Regions from separate parts of the Sus scrofa genome. Here region 1 is linked to region 2. A link is a contact called in public HiChIP or PLAC-seq data. All regions are on one chromosome and are shown on one strand. Each heading gives the region's core, a stretch centred on a gene start, on an enhancer-like site or on the middle of the called end of the contact. The rest is flanking DNA. Distances are from core to core; before and after follow the strand shown.

What was found. HiChIP or PLAC-seq counts read pairs in DNA pulled down with a chosen protein or histone mark.
Region 1: an H3K27ac HiChIP or PLAC-seq map of alveolar macrophages shows a contact between it and region 2. The contact joins the promoter of SLC8B1 here to the promoter of IQCD in region 2. A contact is called at or near these places in 11 of 47 Hi-C or Micro-C datasets (adipocytes, liver, mesenteric adipose tissue and 3 more) and 2 of 2 datasets of contacts at active chromatin or transcription factors (alveolar macrophages and skeletal muscle).

The regions. Positions count from the first base shown.
Region 1 is chr14:38,806,620-38,810,623 of Sscrofa11.1, forward strand. SLC8B1 (sodium/potassium/calcium exchanger 6, mitochondrial) reads right to left here and starts at 1,642. Exons shown (of 17, transcript XM_021073269.1): 1 at 1,442-1,642; 2 at 902-1,055; 3 at 26-262. The coding sequence starts at 181.
Region 2 is chr14:38,695,551-38,699,830 of Sscrofa11.1, forward strand. IQCD (IQ domain-containing protein D) reads right to left here and starts at 2,899. Exons shown (of 4, transcript XM_021073274.1): 1 at 2,707-2,899. It overlaps TPCN1 (two pore calcium channel protein 1), which reads left to right and starts at 3,130. Exons shown (of 28, transcript XM_021073264.1): 1 at 3,130-3,334.

The DNA of each region.
Region 1 (4,004 bases), core at 392-2,891, 110 kb after region 2:
GCCACTGTCTTGCCTGGATACTTACATCTACCAGGAGGGTCTGGTTCACACCTGAGGCTGGAAACTGGGAGCTACCGCGGGGCCCTGTAGATGGGCCCCTGGCTCCAGACACTGTCTGCACCATCAGCAGCACCTGGAGCACACTCAGCACCCAGCACAGATTCAGCAGTCCTCCAGCCATCAGCCCCAAGGGGCCTGGCCCTCACCCTCTTCTTCCCTTTCTATGGCGTTTTCGTTTCAAACAGCTGGCACCTCCAATGGCCTATAAGGTAGAAGAGAGAGAGAGAGAGAAATGGTGTCAACCCATGACTGCAGGACCCAACAGGAAGGCCCTGAAAACTTTTTCAGTTGAAAAACTGTCCTTTCTCCTCCCCTCACCAAAGGAGAGCCAGTGTAGAAACCCATATTCTGGATGGGCCTGACTCAATCAGCATGCAGATTGGCTAGCCCTTCTTCCTGAGCCCCTGGTAGTGTTTCCAAGGAAACCTAGGCCAATAACTCCTCTAATGGGGAAATCAGGTCCTGGGGGAAGTGAATTGCTCAAAGTCACCCAGCGGGTTAGCAGCAGAGTGGGGCTGAACTTTAGCTCTGTCTTTTCCCTCAGCACCAGGGAAAAACCAGCTTTGCTTTTCTTCCAAAGAAATTAAACAGGAAAGAAAAAAAGAGTCCTTGGCACACTAATTTCCTCCTTTTGGCTCTTCCACATGTTGTAGATGAGCATGTTTTGTTTTGGCTTCAAGGAAAACAAAGCCCAGAAAACATTTTGCTTTGGGTTTTTTGTTTGTTTAATTCTTTGCTCACCTGGCAGGGGCAGAAGAGGGGAGGAAGAGGTTGGCGGCGGGGGTGCGGTGGGGATGGAAAAAAGGGGGCGGAAGGACCAGCCCCAGCACTCTCAACTCACCTTTGATAGCCTCCTCCCTCCTGTTGTTCTCCGTAACTGCACCTGGCAGAGACTTGGGGCGAGATACTCCAGCTCCGCAATTCAGTCTCAGCCACTTAAGAGCTGTGCGGCCTTGGAGAGGTCACTTCATTTCTCTGAACCTCTGATTCCTCATCTGTAAAACGAAGACAAATGGTGGCGCGTCGGAGCAAACGCTAAGGGCTCGCGCCTCAGATGTACCCCAACTTGAGGATCAGCACGTGTCTCCTCTCTACCGGCCGGCCGATTTCTTATACTCATTCATGAGGAAGCATTTATGGAGCGCCGCCTGTGCGCCTGTCCGAGGCCAGGTGCTCAGAGGCTCAGAAGATATGCAGACCTGGTAGGAAGAGGCAGAGGTCAGGAAACTCGGGCTTCAATCACTTTTGCCGCTGCACTTTCTAGGTACGAGACCCCGGGAAGGTCAATGTACTCCGTTTCCCAATCTGCGCGGACGTTGAGTTCAACTTCGGGTGCCTGGTCTTCCTGCTGCGCCCAGCTGGGCGGGGAAGCTCCGCTTACCTCGGGCTGGGCCTCGAACCCGCAAACTCCGCACCTCGACCCCGCCGGGCTTCGAGGCCTTTCCAGTCCCAGCGCGCTGGCAGGCGCCGCCCGACCTTCCGCCCTCGACGCGGCAGCAGACCAGAGCTCCCAGCCCGCTGCAGCGTCTGAGTTTGGTTCCGAGGCTCGGCCCTGATTTGGCCCCGGCGAGCCCCGCGCCGGCCACGCCCCTTAACAACCCCGCCCAGACACCACGCCCCCAAGGGCTCGTCCCGCCCCTTCCCTTAAAGGCACAGGCCCCCTGGGAGGTCCTGCGGGTCTTCCCCACTCTCCTCCTCTCAGTGCCCCTTGCCTGTCGGTTCTGCTTTCGCCTCTAAAGCAGACGCTGAGATGAAACCTAATGGTTATAAACGGTAGGAGATCGGAGAGGCTCATTATAAGGTGAAACTAAAGGGCTCTATTCCCAAGGGAGGTGTGGGCACGCTGATGTCAAAATACTTCTGGTGGGAGTTCCCGTCGTGGCGCAGTGGTTAACGAATCCGACTAGGAACCATGAGGTTGAGGGTTCGATCCCTGCCCTTGCTCAGTGGGTTAACGATCCGGCGTTGCCGTGAGCTGTGGTGTAGACCGCAGGCACGGCTCGGATCCCGCAGGCACGGCTCGGATCCCGCATTGTTGTGGCTCTGGCGTAGGCTGACAGCTACAGCTCCGATTCGACCCCTAGCCTGGGAACCTCCATATGCCGTGGGAGTGGCCCAAGAAATGGCAAAAAGACAAAAATAAAATAAAATAAAATAAAATTGACTTTTTTTTTTTTTTTTTTTGCTATTTCTTTGGGCCGTTCCAGCGGCACATGGAGATTCCCAGGCTAGGGGTTGAATCGGAGCTGTAGCCCCTGGCCTACACTAGAGCCACAGCAACGCGGGATCCGAGCCGAGTCTGCAACCTACACCACAGCTCACGGCAACGCCGGATCATTAACCCACTGAGCAAGGGCAGGGACCGAACCCGCAACCTCATGGTTCCTAGTCGGATTCGTTAACCACTGCGCCACGACAGGAACTCCAATGAAATAAAATTGAAAAAAAAATACTTCTGGTAATCAGTGCTAAGAAGTATTTGAGAAGATCCCAGGCAGGGAACGCTCCGTTTTACACACCAATATTTCGGCTGTCCTGCCTGAAATGCCTGTTTGGGAGATCTCCTAATTGGGTTCATTTCCCTCTATTAGGGTGGCTTTTTTTTTTTTTTTTTTCTCTTTTTCCTTTTTTTTCTTTTTCTTTCTATGGCTGTATCCGAGGCATATGGAAGTTCCCAGGTTAGGGGTCCAATCAGAGTGGCAGCTGCCAGCCTACACCACAGCCACAGCCAGGCCAGATTCCAGCTGGGTCTACTTACACTACAACCCACAGCAACGCTGGATCCTTAATCCACTGAGTGCGGCCAGGGATTGAACCTGTGTCCTCAAGGATACCAGTCGGTTTTGTTAATGGCTAGCCACAATGGGAACTCCCTAGTAGTGTGGCTTTTGAAAGAAGAATATGGCAAATAGGTCAAAACAGGGGCATTAGTGATCTACTCGCCCTGATAGATGTAGTCCCCCCTCTCCAGTTTCCCAGCCTCCTGGGCAAGTTCTGATCCTCTCTGTCTTTCCTTCCATTGGGGTGGGGTGTGGCAGGGCACCAAGGCTGGAACTGGGGATGCTGAAACTGAGGGCGGCTCAGCCCTCCCAAGCCGCTCCAACAGCCTTGCTTCCACTTCCACACTTTGCACACATCTAGTCCCGCCGCTTCCCTCTCTCAAAGTGTGTCATCACCTTCAGGACTGAGGTCTAACTGAGCCCAGAGATGGAGGCCCTTCATGTCCAGCCCGAGCCCACTTTTCTGACTTCATCTTTTATCCCCACCTCCACCCTCTCCCACTCTGACCGCAGAAGTGGAGAGGTTACCCCCAGCCACACCTCTCTCCCTCTGAGCCCCCCGCCCCGGATGCCAGCCTTTCCCTTTTCTACCTGACCACCTCCAACTCCTGTGCCAGGCCCACTGCTCATGTGCCAACTCCTCTGGGTGATCTTCCATTGTCCTTGCTGCCCGCCCTCCCTCACCCCCCCACCCCAGTCCCCACATTCCTTACTTCCAGAGCACTGAGCACTCTAGTTCCCCACCCTAAGGAGGATGACACTGTGGTCTCAAGTGTGACATCTTTGGAATCTCAGCGTGTAGATTATAATGATCACTACAGAGTATAGTAGCGTAGATTCCAGTGAGTGTTCACCTGCTTGTCCCATTTAACAGCCCTTTAGGGTGAGGGCTACCAAGATCCCCGTTTCACCAAGGAGGGAAATCAGAGGTTCAAGGAGATGATGCAACCTGTCCCCGAGGCACCCACCAGGAGGTGGCAAAGATCTGCACCTAGGTCTCTGTGACCCCAAGTGGGTCTCCCTTCATCGCCATGGACTGAGCATCCCTCATCAAGCAAAGGTAAGGCCAGATCCGCCTGCTACTCAACACCCCTATTCAGAAGGCCCAGGGCCTGGGTGGTGTCAACTGAAAAAAATTCACAACCGTTGGGTCCGGGTTTTATT
Region 2 (4,280 bases), core at 1,649-4,148:
TTTTTTTTGTCTTTTTGTCTTTTGTTGTTGTTGTTGTTGCTATTTCTTGGGCCGCTCCCGTGGCATATGGAGGTTCCCAGGCTAGGGGTTGAATCGGAGCTGTAGCCACCGGCCTATGCCAGAGCCGCAGCAACTCGGGATCCGAACCGCGTCTGCAACCTACACCACAGCTCACGGCAACGCCGGATCGTTAACCCACTGAGGAAGGGCAGGGACCGAACCTGCAACCTCATGGTTCCTAGTCGGATTCGTTAACCACTGTGCCACGACGGGAACTCCTCCATGCTTTTTCTTTAATGCCCTTTATTGCGTTCAATAAGTATTTTTAGTTCACACTTCTGATTTCTCTGTTGATTTTTAAAAATATTTTAGAGTTTTTTCTTAGTGACTGATTTAGGGATTATAATGTGCATCTCAATTTATTGTAATCTACTTTGGAATGCTAAATATTTTCTGTTTGATGTGATGAGTCACTGTTATCAAACCCTCTTTTAATTATTTAAACATGGTTTCCTGTAGCTCTTTGAACAAATTTATAATAGCTTCTTTGAAGTCTTTGTCTGCTAAAGCCAACATCTGGGGACACCAAGAGACAGTGTCTGTTGATTGCTTTTTTCCCCCTGAGTATGTTTACACACATCTCACAATTTTTATGGAACACTAGAAATTTAAGAGGGAAGATTATTTATTTGGAGAAACTCTGTATTTTTTTCTTGCTAATGGTTGTTTTTCTCATTTTTGTTTCACTTGGGTGTTTCGTAATTATTTCCTGGATTCAATTTGTCAAGTTGGTCTCCTCCACAATGTGCAGCCACTGATGTTTCTGCTTATTTTTTTTTTCCATATATGTGTGTGTGTGTTTTCATTTTTAGGGCTGCACCTGGCTTACGGAAGTTCCCAGGCTAGAGGTCCAGTCAGAGCTGCAGCTGCCAGGCTAGGCACAGCCATAGCAACTTGGGATCCAAGCTGAGTCTGCAGACTACATCACAGCTCACAGCAAGGCTGGATGCTTAACCCACTGAGTGAGGCCAGGGATCAAACCCACATCCTCATGGATACTAGTTGGGTGTAACCTGCTGAGCAACAATGGGAACATCTCCATATTTTTTATTTTTAAGCCTGGCTTCCTTGGGGTCGCCTTGGCATCCACATAGTTTAATATCTGGCCAAAAATCAGTTAGAGGTGTGCTCAAACTTTGAGCCAGTAAGGCTTCTATTCTTCACTGACAAGGGCAGCACACACTTAGCATGTACTTCTATAAGGCTCCAAAGGCCAGGGATGTCTAAGTGGTTTGGGCTAGCTCTGGTCTCTGCTACACCTGTGCATAACCTCTACTCAACCAGGATATAGAGAAAGTTCATCAAGCCCTCTATGGCTGTCTTATTCCCCAGAACTCTGAGCTTTCTCAGCCTATTGTTTGCAATAAATAGGACTACAACCTTGGACTGCTAGAGCTGCTGGCCTCCCCTGTTCTCTTCCCACCAAGATTGCCAGTTTAGCCTGCAATCCTCCAGATCAAGGGAGCCCCATCAGACAGTGACAGTGAAACTATTCGTTTTCCAGGGCTACTTGCCCTGGTTGAATTATTATGCCAATAGAACTGGGGGTTGGGAAATCAGAGAAGTCTTACATAAGTACAGCACAAACTTGAAGTTCAGTAGTTTTATGAATAAAAGCTCTCAGTTTGCTGTATGCCTTTGGTTGATTTGCAGAGTTTTAAAATAGCACTAGATAGTTTTATCCAGCTTTACAGCTGTTTCTTTTCTTTTTTTTTTTTCTGGCAGTACCCAGCAGTGGCATGTGGAAGTTCCCAGGCTAGCGATAAAACCCATGCCATAGCAGCAACCCGAGCTGCTGCAGTGACAACACTGGATCCTTAAGCTGCTGAGCCATAAGGGAAGTCCTATAGCTGCTTTTAAAAATTATCATTGTGGTAAAATATACATAACATAAAGTTTACCATTGTGACCATTTTATTTTATTTTTTTTAAATATATATATTTTTTATTTTCCCACTGTACAGCAAGGGGGTCCATTGTGACCATTTTAAATTCAGTGGCATGAGGTTATTACATTCACATCTATATGCATCCATCACCACCATCCACCTCCAGAATTTTTCATCATTCCAAACTGAAACTCTATACTCATTAAATAATAACTTCAAAAATAATAACTTCTTGCTTCCCCATTCCTCTAGCCCCCATTAAACCTCTGTTTTACTTTCTACCTTGGTTAATTCTCACAACAAACCCTTTGTCTTAAGTATGTAAATAAAATCATATATTAGGTACCCAGCCGGGAGTGAAGTTCTAAAGTTAGCATAGACTTGGTATAATCAAAATTATCTAAACATTCACTTTCATTGCATGCTCACCCTGGGATGTACAGCCGTTGAGTGGAAAGTAAGAGGACTCATAAACCACTCTCTGACCCTTAGCACCTGTGTCTGACTTGAAAGTAATTAAACTTGATTTGACTCCACTTGACTAGTATCATCCACGTTTTACGGATGAGGAAGTGGGACCATGAAGTGGACAAGTGGAGATCCAGACTGGGGCCAGTGCTGGAGAGCAGGGTCCTGAGGCGGGGACAGGTTCGCCGGTGGGGGACTACTGATTCCTAAGAAAACCAAAGGATAGAGAGCTCCATTCGACATTCCCCCCCCCTCATCAAATCCAGCCCTTCCCCACGGGGTCACTCACCTGCTCCAAGGGCTTCAGTTTTTCTACTAAGTGATTACCACTTAGGTGCCTGCGTTGCTAGGTTACTCGCCAACCTCAGAAGGCGGGACTCGGAGTCTGATTGACTTTCCTTTTCGCCATTCCATTCCTTATTCCGCTCAGTTCGCTCCACCTCCTTTGGACTGACCAATCAGAACCACAACCTCTCTAACCCTCCACCAATTGGAAGGCCCGAACCCTCCGGGTTGGACTCAATGAGTAAGGAGGGGAGAATGGGTAGTGGAAAGAGGCGGAGTTTCTTCGTCCCGCCTCTCCTCGAGGAGGCGGGCAGAGAGTTCTGCATTAACAGAGGGCAAGAACTTGCGAAGGACTTGAGGCTTGACCAGTCAGAGCGCACCATGACAGCTTGATAGCCAATAGGCCGCAGCAAACGGGGAATGGGGCGGGGCCGGCGGGGGTGGAGAGGACAGTAGGCGGTGGATGGGAGAGCTGGCGCAGCTGCTGTGGTGGCGGCGGCTGAAGTGGCGGTGGCTGCGGCGGCTGCTGCAGCTGCAACAGCTCCGGGCTTGGGGCTTTGGCGGCGGCGCCGGCGGGCTGGGCTGCGCAGTGCGGACCCCGGCGCGCGGTCCGGGTTGCCGGGGCGGCGCGTGTAAGAATCCAAGGGGTGCGAAGGGTGGCCTGAGGGAAAGGGCAGGGGTCAGGGGTCAAGGGGCTCGTAGTGCGGGGTTGCGGCTGGGCATAGGGATGTGGGAGGCGGGCAGGCGGGCCCAGAAGGGCTGTGGGGAAGTCATCGATGGGCTTCTCTCCCTCCAGCCCTGGTCTGGGGGCCCCCGCATGGGTATAGCAGGGGAAAGCCCGGGAAGGGGAGAGGGGTCGCAAGGCTGCGCACGTGGAGCAGGAGCTCGCACTCCTCTTCGCTCCCCTCCTCCCTTATCTGCTCGTTTCCCAGGCGCCCTCAGGCTACCCACCCCTCTAGAGACTCCTAGATGGCGGGATGGCTGCTGGCCCTCTTTCCCTGGGACCTGTCCTAGGGGTGACCCTTCCCTTCTGGGTACTCGGTAGAGTGGGTAGCAAAGCCCGCAGGAGCGCTGGGATAGGACTCAGGAGTCCTGCACTGTGACCACAGGCAAGTCCCTTCTCTCCTGTGGGCCTCACTTTTCCCTCTCTGTGAAATGATGGGCTCGAATTCGGATGAGGGAACTGGTCTGGTAAGAGATGAAGGGTAATGGTTAAGCAGAGAAGGTCCCAGAATTCAAACTGCCTGGGTTTAAATCTGGGCTCTATCACTTCCCATCTAAGCCTTAGTTTCCTCACCTGTGAAATGGAGACATTAGCTTTATTCCTTAACAGCAGCACTATTCACCTTTCGAGCTACATATTTCTAGGTTCTGATGGGTCTCAGCTGTGTATTGTAGGTTGTTTTGGTGCATCTCTGGCCTCTGCCCACCAGTACCCCCATCCCTAGTTGTGACCATCAAAAATTTCTCCATACATTGCTAGTGTCCCCTGAGAGGCAAAAATCACTTCATCTGAGAGCTGCAGAACTCATGCATCCATTGCAAGCAAGCAGTCATGCAGTTAAAATAAACATAGTC